Linked DNA regions of Mus musculus: regions 1, 3 and 4 are each linked to region 2. Evidence: chromatin contacts called from public Hi-C and HiChIP or PLAC-seq data. All regions are on one chromosome and are shown on one strand. The core of a region is the stretch at or near the end of the contact, and the rest is flanking DNA. Distances in the headings are between cores, read along the strand shown.

What was found. HiChIP or PLAC-seq counts read pairs in DNA pulled down with a chosen protein or histone mark. Hi-C and Micro-C count contacts between places; a contact is called where the count stands out from the background.
Region 1: a contact with region 2 is called in an SMC1A HiChIP or PLAC-seq map of the NIH/3T3 cell line, with 7 times the contacts expected there. The contact joins two enhancer-like sites. A contact is called at or near these places in 1 of 15 datasets of contacts at CTCF or cohesin (the NIH/3T3 cell line), 4 of 484 Hi-C or Micro-C datasets (bone marrow-derived macrophages, cortical neurons, embryonic stem cells and 1 more), 3 of 115 datasets of contacts at active chromatin or transcription factors (embryonic stem cells, oligodendrocyte precursor cells and pancreatic cancer cells) and 1 of 9 other capture datasets (embryonic stem cells).
Region 3: an H3K27ac HiChIP or PLAC-seq map of embryonic fibroblasts shows a contact between it and region 2, with 9 times the contacts expected there. The contact joins two enhancer-like sites. A contact is called at or near these places in 1 of 15 datasets of contacts at CTCF or cohesin (the NIH/3T3 cell line), 5 of 484 Hi-C or Micro-C datasets (3T3-L1-derived adipocytes, the C2C12 cell line, muscle stem cells and 2 more), 2 of 115 datasets of contacts at active chromatin or transcription factors (the NIH/3T3 cell line and embryonic fibroblasts) and 1 of 9 other capture datasets (embryonic stem cells).
Region 4: a contact with region 2 is called in a Hi-C map of muscle stem cells, with 6 times the contacts expected there. The contact joins two enhancer-like sites. A contact is called at or near these places in 5 of 39 promoter capture datasets (the 3T3-L1 cell line, the C10 cell line, embryonic stem cells and 2 more), 5 of 15 datasets of contacts at CTCF or cohesin (the NIH/3T3 cell line, embryonic stem cells, large pre-B cells and 2 more), 258 of 484 Hi-C or Micro-C datasets (the 3T3-L1 cell line, 3T3-L1-derived adipocytes, the 4T1 cell line and 130 more), 26 of 115 datasets of contacts at active chromatin or transcription factors (PVALB interneurons, astrocytes, a beta-TC-6 cell line and 19 more) and 5 of 9 other capture datasets (adipose tissue, bone marrow-derived macrophages, embryonic stem cells and 2 more).

The regions. Positions count from the first base shown.
Region 1 is chr6:17,553,295-17,556,853 of GRCm38.p6, reverse strand. Met (met proto-oncogene) reads right to left here. Exons shown (of 22, transcript NM_008591.2): 16 at 3,385-3,559; 17 at 1,227-1,307. Among named protein-coding and RNA genes, the nearest start is that of Gm52893, 13 kb to the right of the region's middle. Within about 2 kb of position 1,868, at least 40 of the 459 cell types and tissues checked have an H3K27ac peak or open chromatin away from gene starts, as enhancers often do. A contact at or near this core is called in the NIH/3T3 cell line and pancreatic cancer cells, where this site is marked.
Region 2 is chr6:17,107,463-17,111,180 of GRCm38.p6, reverse strand. All of the region lies in intron 1 of Gm4876 (predicted gene 4876), which reads left to right. Among named protein-coding and RNA genes, the nearest start is that of Gm15473, 44 kb to the right of the region's middle. Within about 2 kb of position 1,755, at least 85 of the 459 cell types and tissues checked have an H3K27ac peak or open chromatin away from gene starts, as enhancers often do. A contact at or near this core is called in 3T3-L1-derived adipocytes, the 4T1 cell line, the C2C12 cell line and 11 more, where this site is marked.
Region 3 is chr6:17,484,068-17,487,791 of GRCm38.p6, reverse strand. All of the region lies in intron 1 of Met (met proto-oncogene), which reads right to left. Among named protein-coding and RNA genes, the nearest start is that of Met, 22 kb to the right of the region's middle. Within about 2 kb of position 1,816, at least 26 of the 459 cell types and tissues checked have an H3K27ac peak or open chromatin away from gene starts, as enhancers often do. A contact at or near this core is called in 3T3-L1-derived adipocytes, the C2C12 cell line, the NIH/3T3 cell line and 1 more, where this site is marked.
Region 4 is chr6:17,582,670-17,586,489 of GRCm38.p6, reverse strand. No RefSeq gene overlaps it. Among named protein-coding and RNA genes, the nearest start is that of Gm52893, 43 kb to the right of the region's middle. Within about 2 kb of position 2,184, at least 100 of the 459 cell types and tissues checked have an H3K27ac peak or open chromatin away from gene starts, as enhancers often do. A contact at or near this core is called in the 4T1 cell line, the C2C12 cell line, the MC38 cell line and 9 more, where this site is marked.

The DNA.
Region 1 (3,559 bases), core at 619-3,118, 450 kb before region 2:
TTAACAGCATTCACATAAATGTCATGACTTATCTCTTTGATGTTCCCGAGAACCAAATGTGTTCTAAGGCCTGGATGATGATGGAGGTCAACGTGGACTGACAACAGTAACCACAGGACAAGGACAGAAAAATGGCTTGGGATTAGGGCTGTTCTGAGTATAAATGGCAACACTGCTTTCCTTTGAGGTCAGTTTATTGATCGGTATACTTAATCTACCACAGATTGCTGCTGAACTCCACGTAGACTGTCCCTTTAATTATTTTTGTAGTCAGGTATCCAACAAAATTAAGCGTATAGAATGATGCTCATCATGGAGAATTGATGGATGTTTGAAAGAGCTGAAGTAGTTCTGGTATCAGAGTGCCTTGGAGGGAAGCCTACCGTTTGCACTTTCGAAGCTTATTAGATCTAATACAAATCTATAATGTACTTTGCTAACATTTTCCAGGTGGCTTCAAATTCTAAGGTATAAAATTACAAAGTAGCAAAGCAAATATGTGAGCTCTGTCAATAGAGGCGGAGCCGGGGATCCTCTCACGTGCAAAGTACACTGGCTTGTACAATGTCACAGTTGTGCCTCTGCATCAGTAAAGACTAAGTTTATGTTCATAAGCATACTTTGGACTTTAAAGAGAATGAGCATTTGATCTTAAGAGTTTTCTATGTAATGGCTAAATTTTTAAGAAGTATTGCATTAAAAGGGGACACGTTGCATCTCCTTAGGAAACGTATTTCTGTGGGACACCTCATTGCCTAACCGTGGATAAGTGAGGGCTACCATCCTTAATGATTTGTCAGTCCTCTGCCAGTACATTTCTCTCCTGCTCGTATTACTTCAGTTATCGTTTTTTTCTAAAATGGAGTGCTGGTTAAAAAGTGTAGTGTAGTAGTGTCTCTGGGCAAAATGAGTCATTACTATGGTATGTGCCAACGCTTTCAATAGTTTCCATAAATGTCATTTGCAAAACAAATATTATAAGTTGAACGTGGCTAAATGGTACTCAGTTCATCTAAGAGACTCACCGCCCCTCCTGCCTTACTTATTAGTTCTCCGTAGGATAATTTCAGAGGGACTATCTCAATAAGTGTTTAGACTAAACACATTTTCAGGATTAATTCCACAATTTCAGTAGCAGATGCCTTTTTTCCACAAGGGAAAGTGCAAATGAACACTTCATTATTTGCAAACCACAAATGTTCCCTTCCGTAGTAAATGCAACTTACTATTTAAGGATTTCACAGCACAGTGAATTTTCTTTCCGTCATTGTCCAGCAAAGTCCCATGATAGACACAGCCAAAATGCCCTATTGAAAAAGAGAACTTGCTAGAGTTAAACTGACTTTATGCAATAATTATTTATTAAGCCTTTTTTTCTGTAAGACAAAAAAAATGGTACATTGCTTATGACACTTTGATTAACAACATCACTCTGTGTGGTACAAGTGTGAGATATAAATATAGATGCATTACACTTCTCTCCATGCTATAAGCAATGTGATTATTTAATATATGGTGCAAATTGTAGTAATATGGCTTCTTTTAAACGTTAATATACCAAAGTATCAAGTCATTGGGGTATCACTGGACACAATAATAGCTTCTGCATGAAAGGAAATATATTATATTAAGGATAAAATAATATTAAAGAAAACATGTAAATAATTTTATCCACTTGAATACGTGTAAAATATGTCCTCTATAGTCTAGTAACTGATTATAAATAATGTATTATAGAGTTAGGGTTTCCCCTGTTAGTCACTGGTTAATATGTAAGCCACTTTGGCAGGGATCAAAAGACAGTTGCCCAAATGGAGCAGATTCCCAGTGACTCACTTCATACATTTCCCTCTGACTTTAACCACTCATTTCCCCAATAGCAGCCTCTCAACAGAGGCGGCAGTAATTTCTCCCAGAGGTGCCAAGTGTCTGACGGCTGTGTAAGTCATTTAATTAATTCATGGACTTCGGCAAGCTGTCCTGAGTGCTTACTATATGAGGTATGGGGCTATCCTCTGTGACTTACACAAAGATGAATATAATAAAAGCCATGCTCATGAGTGGTCACAATTTTCCATGTGTGTGTGTGTGTGGGGGGGCATATAAACAAACAGTAGTTAATACTGATAGTTTCTTAATGACTGTGACTTGGGAGAAATTATCACCATGTTATCACCTTTCATTAAAAAAAAGTCCTGATTTTACAACACGTAGAGTGAGTATTGGCTTACAGAGAATTCCACTAGGCTCCTCCCAGGGACGTAGGATCTAGCAACAGCTTACATCATCACCTATAGCCATGTATAAGGCTGATATATAAGAGGAATGCTCGCACCCCACACCCCAGGTCTCTCTCTCTCTCTCTCTCTCTCTCTCTCTGTCCCCATCTGTTCCTGGAAGGCTTTTGCCCAATATTAAAACTTCCTTTTATGTGAGGCCTGCTGTCACTTGGCGTGGTTGTTCGGGGTGACGTCTAGGCACAGGCCCACCGAGATGCTCCCTCCCTCTCCATTACACTGCTGTTTTATAAAATACAACAGTGAGAATATAACCAGTGAGACTATATCTCCAATACTGGACCACTTACTGGAGTTACAGGCCAGCAATATAACCCAATCATACACTCGTGCACAGAGGCCCCTTTTCAGGAAGAAACAACGTAGATACTCAGCTCTGGATGCTCAGAAGGACCAGTGTTCACGTACCGCCACCCTGTCACTTTCTCCTGCACCACCCTGGCAAATGCCTATGCAACCTCTTTAGAGCATTTAAAATAGGAGTAGCCCAACCCGAAGCCACTACGTTTAAAAGGATTTTACAGTAGATTTTATCTCATGGCTTCTGGTTGGTTTCTCTTCCTGACAAATATTTCCTCCAATAGTGTTAATGTTTGAAGTTATCGATGCTCTGGCTAGCTTCTTGCAAATAGTCATTTTTTGTGTGTGAAGAAATTGGAGTGCATTGTGGAGATGATATATGTTGCCTTAGATTAGGGGAGGGCTATAAATTCCCCGTATCCTGATGCTGTCCAGCAGTGTACAAGCCGCTATAGACTAGATTTTGTTACAGCTCTCAGGATAAAGTAAGATTGAAGAGATAAAGGAGTGAAAAAACTGGCATGATTTTCCCCCAAGACACTGTAGTTACTGTGAGAAATATGAGGGAGAAATGGGGTCTTCTCTCCTGTGATAATATCCAAATGATTCCACGCACAGGGCAGTCTCCATGACTATGACTTTTCATGTCTGTATTTCTGCAGGACAAAACTCGTTATCAGGCTCTGTCAGGAGCCCTCAGCATTGTCTAAATTCCTAATCTGCAAAACAGGAGATAAATGGCTTACTGGAAAACTGTACTTAACAGAGAACTGATGGAAATACTTACCTCTTCCTATGACTTCATTGAAATGCACAATCAGGCTGCTGGGTCCAATCACTACGTGCTGAACTGCTTGGACCAGCTCTGGATTTAGAGCACTGAGGTCAATGTGAACAGTATTTTGTAGTAATGGGCTGGATATATCAGAGTCTCCACTTGTCAGGATAGGGGACAGGTCTGT
Region 2 (3,718 bases), core at 506-3,005:
GTGACAAGGCCTAGGATGGAGGCCCAGTGGAAGACAGCAGAGTGGACAGAATGACAGAAATTCATGGGAGACGACTCTGGTTGGATGGCAGTCCCGTTTACATCTACAGAGACTCAGTTGTTTTCAATTATTGCTCCGGCATTCCTGATTGCTCACCTTTTTCTAGGAAACTACTGGGGCTGAACTTCAGCAGGTCTGCCAGCCCCTTTTATCCCAGGCATCCAGACTTGTCAGGCTCATTTGGAAACCAGACACCCATTCAGCTTCGTTAGTCTCCTCATCTGATCCCCTCTGTTCCTGAATTCCTCTTTATACTCAGAAATCTTAACTGCTGTGAACTGGAGACTCCCCTATAACCAACGCCTCTTCATTTCGTGGCTGAATTGAACTCCTAGATCTATCTCAAAGTCTCTGGTGCCCCTCCCAGGCAGGTTGGTTGCAGTGCCTGAGAAGTAGGTAGTTGCTTTCCTTAGGCAGTCTCTCTTATTTGTACTAGTTTCTTTTGATTTTTGAGAGTCACAGTTTTCTTTAAGCATGATATAGCGGCCTTAGACTTTACCCCCTATTTCTTTTCCAATCATTCTATTCCATTTTTTGTTGTGAATGTTTAAAAATTAATTATTGTGTTAACTAGCGACTCCAATGGCATGCTCCCAATGAAAGGGCAAACTAATTAGACAAAGCTACTTGAGCATTCGATAGTACAGCGAGAGGGAAAAAGGGCACTTCAGGCTAGAGTGCTGGAGTGTGTGATTATATCCCCACATAATCCAAGGATGTGGGATCTTTGAGTACATATGAGTCTCCATTTTCTGTTAAACTTCAGAAATTTTCTCCACGTTCTTTGATAATGTCAGTCCCTGGCTCATGCTTTCTTCCCTTTTGTTGTTGTTGTTGTTGTTGTGTGATGACCTCAACAAACACATGGATTTTCATACAACACTTGTGCTGATTTTTCCATCTTCCTAAAATCCAGTCCCCTTGCCTTCCTTCCTATCCAGCTGTAACTGGAGAGGAGATTCCATGGGATCTCCCCATGTGTCTGTTTTGACTCCTAAGCCCAGATTTCTTTTGAATTCTACCATGGTATCCCAGTCCTCAGTCAGATGTTATTTATGGAGAATTGACTCCAACGTGTCTACATGCAATAGCGGTTGACTAGCAATGGTAACTGGGTAGAAGGTGCTTTTGTTACTGGGTGAAGGGCAAGACATCCTGTGGAAATGCACATCGAAGAAAGATCAATAACAGCCTTTATAAATGTCATTTAAAATGCCATTCAAAACAACCATAAAGGTTAATGGCATTTTGTTTTGATTGTTTCAAAATATATTATCAGATTAAATAGAAGCTACGATGACTTGCTTCCCATGAAAGGACAGAATAATTAGCCACAGTTATTTAAGCACCGGTAAATATATGAAAAACCAAAACAACACACCCTATTAATCAAACCACAATGCCTGTCAGGTTGTGTGCTAAAACTTCTATCTACACAACACAAGGAAGCAGGCCTTTTCACACAGGTAAGCACTCAGTAAAGTCAAGAGTTAACATTGAACAGTTACCAGGGGTCAGGAAAGGCATTTTTTATGCAGTCAGGGACAGTCTTAAGTGTTCTAAAGAGTTACAGACAAACTCAGAAGACAAGTTCAGATATGCCAGGTCATTTTAAGATGAGAACTTAAAACTGTTCTTGGGTGGTGGTGTCTCTTTGGTTACCATAGCAAAGTTGGAAGAGCTTAAACACTACGTGTTACAAATTGCTTAAGAATGACTCAACCCTGACTCTCTTGCCTATGGTGAAACTCGTCTGAAACACTTGAGTCAATTTGGAAATCTATGCTTAAAGACCAGACACTGCAGTATGGTCAGGACTTATTAAAAAGAGACAATCTGTAATATCTTGTTTAAAATAAGCAGAAAGCCCCCGCGCTTCACCTGGGCAGCACAGTAGACCTAGCCTGGTGGCTTGGGTACAGGAAAGCTGATGGGTTCAGCAACTCCAACCCAGGCCCAGATCCAGGGCTTTGAATATGCTCACCCCAACATCTGCCCCATCTGTGAAATGCTGGAGTGTGTGAAGGGGCCAGTCCTGCAGATCCAAAGCTGCAGAGTTTCCACGACACAGACCGACAACAGGATATCTGAGAGAAACCCCAGTGAGATTCCAGTATTGATAGTATAGCAGAAGCCAGAGGCCTCAAACCAGACTCATTGCAATGAACATTTGGAAGTAAAGAGGTTTGGCCAAAGGAATACCCGTGTGACACATTGTGACACACTGCAGCTTCCACAGTGAGATTTTTGTTGTTGTTTGTTTTGTTTTGTTTTGATTTTGAGGTTTTAATTTTTTTATTTTTATTTCTATTTTTTGAGGGGAGGTTGCAAGGATGGAGAAGATACCCCAGGACTTGAGATATAGATGCTGTAAAGGGGTGACGAGATGAGTGGGATTGGGGGTGCATGGTGTATAATTCATATACAATAAGAAGTTAAAAACAAAAAAAATTGTTAAAAATGTCCCAAATGTGAAGGCCAACAGGACACCTGAGCGACTGGGATTCCATCAGTGGAAATTACATATATATATATATATATATATATATATATATATATATATATATATACATATTTATATATATATGCAAAACATCACTTTCTCAAATCCTATTTGTATCCAAGATTGTTCTATTTAGAGATGAACAGTGTACGTGCAGCCTCCCTGAAGTAGTTCACAATCAATGAGCATCCAGGGAGGGTATGAAGCATCTCTCATGGACCACTGTGTAGAAGCTGATGCTGAGTCTGCATCTTCCTTTGAATTTCCTGGACCCCAAGACATTTCCCCCTTCTCCTTCCTCACTGAACCCACTGCTCTTGAGTTCCCACTGCTGTTTGGAGGACAGGAAAAGCAGAGATCACTGTCATGTCTTTTAATATCCAAGATGATGGCTTTTGTGGAGAAAGAGGACACCTCTGGTATTGCCTAAGTACCAGCAATTGTTCTACACTCTCTCTTAGTGAGCCTTTTGCTACTGTGAACTGTAATGATGTGGTTGTCAAATTCATGCCGTACCAGGCATAAAAAAACAAACAAACAAAAAAAAAAACAAAACAAAACCAAAAACCCTGTAAGATCTGCTTCTGAGAACTGACCTAGAATGATTTTTTAATGAGAAAAAGAATATTAATCTATCAATACCAGGTAATTAGAATTTAAAAAAAATGTTCTACATGGTTCACATTTAGTAAAAGAAACACACAAATCTAGATTTAAAACTTCCATTTTCAACTTCCAGGGAATTGCTTAGTGTTGGATTTTGTAGTAAGGGAGCTCAGTCAGGGTTCTATCCCCCCCTCCCCCCAGCCTGGGAAGATCGCTCTGTTGCTTCACTGGTCAGTTGCCTCTTCTAGCATTTGCTTATTGCTTCCACAGTAGTTAGTAGTCCTCAGCCTTCCTAAGCCTGTGACCTTTTAGTACAGTTCCTCAGGTTGTGCTTAAGCCCCAGCCATAGGAGTATTTTCATTGCTCCTACAAATGGTAAAGTAATTACCTGTTTTCAGATGGCCTTGAGACCCCAGTGAAAGGGCCGCAACACACAGGTTGAGAACCAGTGTTGTAGACTCTTGAAAAGAGATGTGTGTATGAGGCATTTTCTTTTATTGCTAATGGATGAAGGCGGGCCCAGCCCACTGTGGGCGGTATCATTCCTAG
Region 3 (3,724 bases), core at 567-3,066, 380 kb before region 2:
AAGAAGGAAGTTGATTAGTATCCTCTTCTGGATGAGGGTGCTTGACAGAAGTCACCCAGTGTGAACCAAGACTCAATCCATGCCTAGCCGACAGTCGCCCATGCCCAGATGCTTCATTAACACCGAGAGAGAGAGAGAGAGAGAGAGAGAGAGAGAGAGAGAGAGAGAGAGAGAGAGAGAGAGATCACTGCCGGAGCAGGTTTCCCCATCAGAGCTCCAATCCCAGCCCTTCCCTGTCTAGCCATGTGACTTAAGGTCATTCATTCACCTCTGCACCCACAGCTCAATATTCTCATGGGATTGTTTTTTTTTTCCATTTTTTATTAGGTATTTAGCTCATTTACATTTCCAATGCTATACCAAAAGTCCCCCATACCCACCCACCCCCACTCCCCTACACACCCACTCCCCCTTATTGTTTTTAAGTATAAAAAAAGAGCGGACAGTTCGAAGATACATGACCATCTTAGAGTATATATGGCGACTGGAGCTGAACTTGCTATTTTTAAGTGTACTTCTCATTGTTCAGAAATATACTAGAATTTTTTTTTTTTTTGATGCTGGTGAGGGAAACAAGAGGGAATAAAAAATAAGGATAGGAGACAAATTGTCATATCAGTCCAGAGTACATTTTATGAAAAATTGTTTCTTAACACGACACACATCAGTATATCTTCCAGGAATGAGAACACAATCTTTATATTTTTCTCCAAAAAACTGAAGGTAAATAAATGAATGCTGACTCCCTAAGGGAAGGCCAAGCAATCTTATAACTCATTTGCATCCAAGCTGACCCAGTAGTGCAGTATTGAGTGTGCATGGCTTTTAGGTTTTCTCTTGTGAAAGAAGCTTCAGAATAATCTTTATTTTGTTTTTACATTCTGACGAGTTACCTATGTTTTTAAAATAAGAAACATGTTCTAAGGTTTATATGTATGTCACGTACCGTGCTGATGCTTAACAAACTAAAATCCAGCAAATGTATGAATGAGATTTTTGTTGTTGTTGTTGTTGTCTCATTGGATGGGACAGCAAATCAGAAGTAAGCTAGCAGGGAGGAAGGATGCTATTAATCACTTAATACACACCATTTTCTAGACCATTCTGTGCAATTAAGACTTGACCTGCCCACAGAGGTGTGTGTTGGTGAGAGCCGAGTGCCACGGGCAGACTCTGGTGCCCAGTGCACAGACACATACTCTGGTCAGGTGTATTATGGGATCCACCTCATTTCTGAGGGAGGCTCTTTGAATTCTTTGAGGAGTAGATGTTAGCATAGTGTCTGGCCCATGGTAGGTATGATCACTGTTCTTTCCTAGACTCGGAAAACATGGGTGGGTATCTATGATGTTTCAGAGACTGAGAAGAGTTGAAGGTGATTAAATTACTTTCAAACCATCAATGAGAATACAGAGTGATGGGAAGGAGAGACAATCACACAGCAGCTTAAACTCAAGGCGAGAAGTTCAAAGAAGGGAAATGTAGCCAGGCTATAGAGTTAAGTAGACTTAGCAATCAATTAGGATGCTTTTCTCATAATGCATTCATAATCTCGAGTAGTAGAAGCTAGTTTCAGTTTGTGGCAATGGAGCTACGTTGTATGACCCAAAGTAAGTCACTTAACTTCTTGGGCATCTTTCCCGATTGTAGAGTGAGTTTTGAACCAGTAGCATGCGTCAGTCCCCTAGCACTAGCTCAGTTACACCTGTCTTGTGAGTTTCTTCCCGACTTACATTTCAGCCACCTTATCTTGACAACCAAAAGTCAGCATGATGGGAGTGTTATTTCACAGGGATTGGCAAATATTGCACATTAGAGCTTTGTCCTTCCACCCTGGAATGGTTATGAAATATTTACTGGCATTCCTGAAGTGAACCAATCAACTCCAATGTATGTTCCAACTGTGACAATCCTGATCTCTGGGACTGCTTTTCTACAATTACCCGTCACTCCGGGGCCATCAACCTGAATATATGAGAATCGTGTTTACCTCACGACTCCAACTTTCTCCCCTAGCTCTATGCCAAACCGGGCTAGGACAAAAATTTGAATGTTTATGATGGTAGAGACTTCAGAAATATTCTCACTTCCATATATTTCTGCCTCCATCCATTGAATCCTGTGATGGGTCTGAATCAGACTTCAACACAGAATGTCTTGCTCTCTACTTCTCTTCGTTTTTTTTTTTTTCTTTTTGAAATAGTGCGAGTCATTTAACTGATTTTTTGACTAAATAAAACGTACAAAGATGATTCAAACAGACTGACTGATTCATTCCCTTGAAATGTGCACATAGCAGATGAAACCAAATCACCTATAAAACATTTTCTTATTTCTCTGCAGTTGGTTGCAAGAATACGCTCACTGAACAAACATTTCCTGGGAATGAGCACCCCTGTGCCATCTTGGTCATTAAGTTTGTGGTATTTAGGAGTCTCTTCATGAAAGACTGCCTGTTAACTATGAATTTGGGCTCAGGCCAACCTTCCAACCTGCCATTCAACTCTTCTCTACTACCTATCCGTTTCTAGTTTTCTTAGTGAACTACTTGGTCGCAGCATTGCCCCCAAGTCTAGCAATGTGGAGGATTCTCTAGGTTTCTATTGAGCAGGGTCTGTGCTTGCCAGCAATTCTATCAGCAGCCAAAGCATAGTGCTGTATTTAAGGACTGATTCCTCAGGGAAGTTTTCAGCAGGTGTAATGGGACATTACATCTTTTTAAAGGAGGAAAAACTTCATAAACTTTGACACAATTAACTTTGCTTTAGGGACTGATTTTTCCTAGAAGTCACATGGTATGTTACTCTGTTGAAAGCACCTTCTAGTTTGCAAGATATCCTCAGCTATATAATTTTTTTCCTAATTACAGTCATAAGGCAACTATTATTCTGATTTTTTCAGATGACATGTGTGTTGGAAGAGAATGAAATGTTAGCCAAAGGTGCACATGGAATCAAGGTCCCCTCAGTACTTATAAATTTGTAAAAACACACGATGCCTGTTTGAACTGTGCTTAATTAGTCGCAATTCTAGGGGAAAGGTTGTATTCAAAAGACATAGTACTTAAGTGAACAGTTATTTATATCCGCTCAGCTCCTATTGTCTCTTCCTCTGGCAGCTCTTTCGAAATCCCTCACTACCCCATCTACTGAGATTGCCCATCAATCATGATGCTCTCTTCTCACTGCAGGAAGAGGACGCTCACCAGTCTGGCGTTTCAATGAGCTCTAGTCGTCTGAGCCAGTGCTCAGTTAGGGTGAACATACGACCAAAGCAAGGACAACCATATGGATGCTGGCAGAGAATCACTCATGTTCAGAGATTCCAAAGATACAGATGATACTACCTTGCAGTCTCTGAGGACCATCTTGGCTACTGTGTGGGGAGAGCCAGCCTGAGTGTGAAGCTGATGCTGCAGGCAGAAAAGCTTAAACATGGAGAGGTGGAGGCTCTCACTACCAGTTGGCTATCTGTATCCCACCATGTTTTAAGGTTACAGGAGCCAGTAAAATTGTTTCTTGCATTCTTCCTTTTGGGTCAGCAGTTTCATAATGATTCCTTTATTCCTTGCAAATCACATACAAACAATATCCAGTAAAAAAATACTTATGGATTTGGGAGTTCATACATAAGATCAAATGGATAAAAGCAACTTTACATAAATTTTCAGAGAAGATCAGGCATGTTCAGGGTGGCATGGCTGGGGACTATGTACAGTACTCAA
Region 4 (3,820 bases), core at 935-3,434, 470 kb before region 2:
TAAGCATGCATATCTTTATTTAATCTTTCCAGATAATAGCCTTGTATTATTAGGCTGAACTAGGCAACTTTCTCAGCTCTGGACAGTGCCACAGAGCTGTGACCTTGGCTGCCTTGAGCATCTGTCCCTCAGCTCTCTGATTCGCAACACCAAATGCTGATACTGGCCTAATGGCAGACTGGTAGAAGTGCAATGGGACACGTGTCTCCTGGGGACAACAGACTCAGCAGGTTCACTCTGCTGAGCCTCTCTTCCTTAAAACAAAGCTTATTATTTAGAATACCCTCACCAAACCAAATTTGTCCATAGGCCACTGGTGAGTGGACAGCAGAGCGGGTCCAGGACCCCCGGGCCTGTACTGCTTTGAATCCTCCTGGGTTCGTTGTTAGTCCTTACTGATCAGCCAGGCCTCTGAGTACTCTGGTGTGAAAGGAAGAACAGTGTAAGTTAGGCAAGGTTAAAAACAAATGAGAAATAATTTCATTTGTGTTCCCTGTAAACAGTATTTACTGAACTTCACATATTTTACTTGAGTTGTTTTAATACTTGTCCAAATTATCACTTTGTTTTCCTATCACTTTGTATTGTTTCTATGTGGGAAGAACCATTTCCTTTTAAAAATAGTGTTATCTGTACCCTTATGAACCGGTTAATTTTCTTTCCAACGTTTTTCTTTGGGCCGTACGGATTTGACCCAACAGCGACCGCAATAACACGTTTCATCCAAAGAATGGAGCCTTTTTGGTTTTTTTTTTTTTTTTTTGTAACTTATAAAACCACCTCCTATAGTGTGAGAATGCTTGTTGTTTTTGGTAATATTTCATTTCCTCAGCAAGAATATTTTCTTCTGTTCTCCATTGTCATCAGACAAAAAAGATAAAACAATTAAATCAAGGAAACCTGGCAGGGTTGCTTTTGGAAAATAAAATGAAGTTTTGATTTAAACAAAGAGCAATGAATTGAACTGGAAAAACACGGCCCCGATTGAAGTTCAGCAGGCCTTTCATAAGCCCCCGAAACCATCTTCAGATAAGTGTTTATCTTTGAGAAAGGACGATTATTTGAGACCCAACTTTGGATGCTGAAAAGGACCAAAACCCTCCCACGAGGCCTGCTTGGGATTCCGTACACCTCCAGCCCCTGGCTCTCCCTGACTGTGTGCCACTCCTAGCTCTTAGCGCTTTGATTCCGAGTACAGAATCTTGCAGATATGAGCCTAGCAGCCACATAGAAGCAAGTGAAATCTTGGGGTTCGCTAGAAGGAATTTTATGAATTAGATGTCTTGTAAGGAGACTTTTGAAGAAAAGACATTATTGAGACAAGTGTAGCAATCATAACACAGGGGAACGGTGAAGCCCAGACACAGGGGATTGGTGAAGCCCAGACACAGGGGATCAGTGAAGCCCAGACACGGGGGAACGGTGAAGCCCAGATACCTGAACGGTGAAGCCCACCTATAGTCCGGACACACAGAATTATCCGATGCAGGATGACCCTTGAGCCTAGGACTGTAAAGCTGGCCTGAGCATCAGACAAAGACCCAAGCAATCAGCAAGTGATAATAATTTTACTGGATATTTAATATTTACAATCAAATCTGTGAGCTGTAATGAAGATCAAGGAAAATACAACGCAATATGCTTACATGACACAGAAAGCCACACAGGTTTGAGAAATTCCCCATATTAGTTTGATTTTTCTAAAATGATGAAGAAAGCCAGCGTCTGATTTCAAGATTTTTAACTTTATACAAAAGCAAAGCCAAACTCTTAACTTTAAAAAGATGTTTTTATTGGCATAACCCAATCATACACATTTTATTGTAACACTTTTATACATGAGCATAATGTATTTTGATTGTATTCACCTTTTGTCCCCTTTATTTTGTTATAATTATATTGATTATTATGTATTGTCATTATAGTTATTATTATATTTATTAATTGCAGGTAATTTTATGCTAGGGCCTTCTGTCTTGAATCTTCTTGGACTACAAAGCAGATTACAGATAACAATAAAAAAATTGAAAATGAGGGTTTCCAGTTTGGAGAATAAGGCGTAGAAAGATGCAGTGACTGATCTGGAAAAATCTGAATTCCTTATTGGGCATCGGTTCAAACCAAGTATGTATGATTCCAAAATGTGCCCAGGCAAATGAGTGTTCCCAGTGTTCCGTTCGGAACGAGAGGGAGGGGTGCTCACTCAGAGGTTGCTGGGCTCTGACTTACGACAGGATTAAGTCAGCAATATGATGGCAGAAGTTTCAAGTTTCTCCGTTTGGCTTCTTATGTAACAGACAAAATTAGGTTGGATGTGCTTGCACCACGGGGACAGCTGGGGTCAAGGAAAGTGACCACTAGAGCCAGCAATCCATCCCTGTAGTGTCGCCTGTACATGCTTAGTCCCGCCCCAGTCAGTGACGTCATCTGTGAGCCGTACTTCTGCAACAATCCCTCCCAGAACGCTGTCTGCAAGGAGGCAGCGAGTTATATTTATTACTCCAGCTTAAAAATCTTTTAAAACTCTTAAGCAGTTTGAAACTTCCATGGCAAAAGAGAACAAGAATTTTAGGAAAGTGTGACGCTTTGTAAACTTTCAGAAGTGAGCTTATTCTGTATTGGCAAATAGAAATAAGCAAGTCTGTTTTATGAGGACTTTAGGTATTTAAATACTTAAGTAAGTAATATAAAGAGTACTGGTCTGCAGCAGGGACCCTTAATGTCAAGTTCCTAGAGCAGATGTTCTCAACCTGTGGGTCACGATCCCTTCACGTAACTCACATACCAGATATCCCACAGAGCAGATATTTACTTTATGAATCATAACAGTAGCAAAATTACAGTTATATAGCAATGAAATAATTTTATAGTTGGGGGTCACCACGACGTGAGGAACTGTATTAAAGGGTGGCAGCATTGGGAAGGTTGGGAACCCCTGCTATAGAGGGAAGGGACAGCCACTTTTTTTTTTTTTTTTTTTTTACTTTTTATTAGGTATTTTCCTCATTTACATTTCCAATGCTATCCCAAAAGTCCCCCATACCCGCCCACCCACTCCCCTACCTGCCCACTCCCCCTTTTTGGCCCTGGCCTTCCCCTGTACTGGGGCATATAAAGTTTGCAAGTCCAATGGGCCTCTCTTTCCAGTGATGGCTGACTAGGCCATCTTTTGATACATATGCAGCTAGAGTCAAGAGCTCTGGGGTACTGGTTAGTTCATATTGTTGTTCCACCTATAGGGTTGCAGTTCCCTTTAGTTCCTTGGGTAATTTCTCTAGCTCCTCCATTGGGGGCCCTGTGATCCATCCATTAGCTGACTGTGAGCATCCACTTCTGTGTTTGTGAGACAGCTATATCTGGGTCCTTTCAGCAAAATCTTGCTAGTATATGCAATGGTGTCAGCGTTTGGAAGCTGATTATGGGATGGAACCCTGGATATGGCAGGCTCTAGATGGTCCATCCTTTTGACACAGCTTCAAACTTTGTCTCTGTAACTCCTTCCATGGGTGTTTTGTTCCCAATTCTAAGAAGGGGCAAAGTGTCCACACTTTGGTCTTCGTTCTTCTTGAATTTCATGCGTTTAGTAAATTATATCTTATATCTTGGGTATCCTAAGTTTCTGGGCCAATAGCCACTTATCAGTGAGTACATATTGTGTGAGTTCCTTTGTGATTGGGTTACCTCACTCAGGATGATACCTTCCAGGGGACAGCCACTCTTATCCCCGCTCTGTGTATGGGTCCCATATGCATATGGGTACGGGTATAGGGGTTTATATCTTGAGTGGGTACTTTCGGTTGGAGTTCAAAGTCACCGAGGT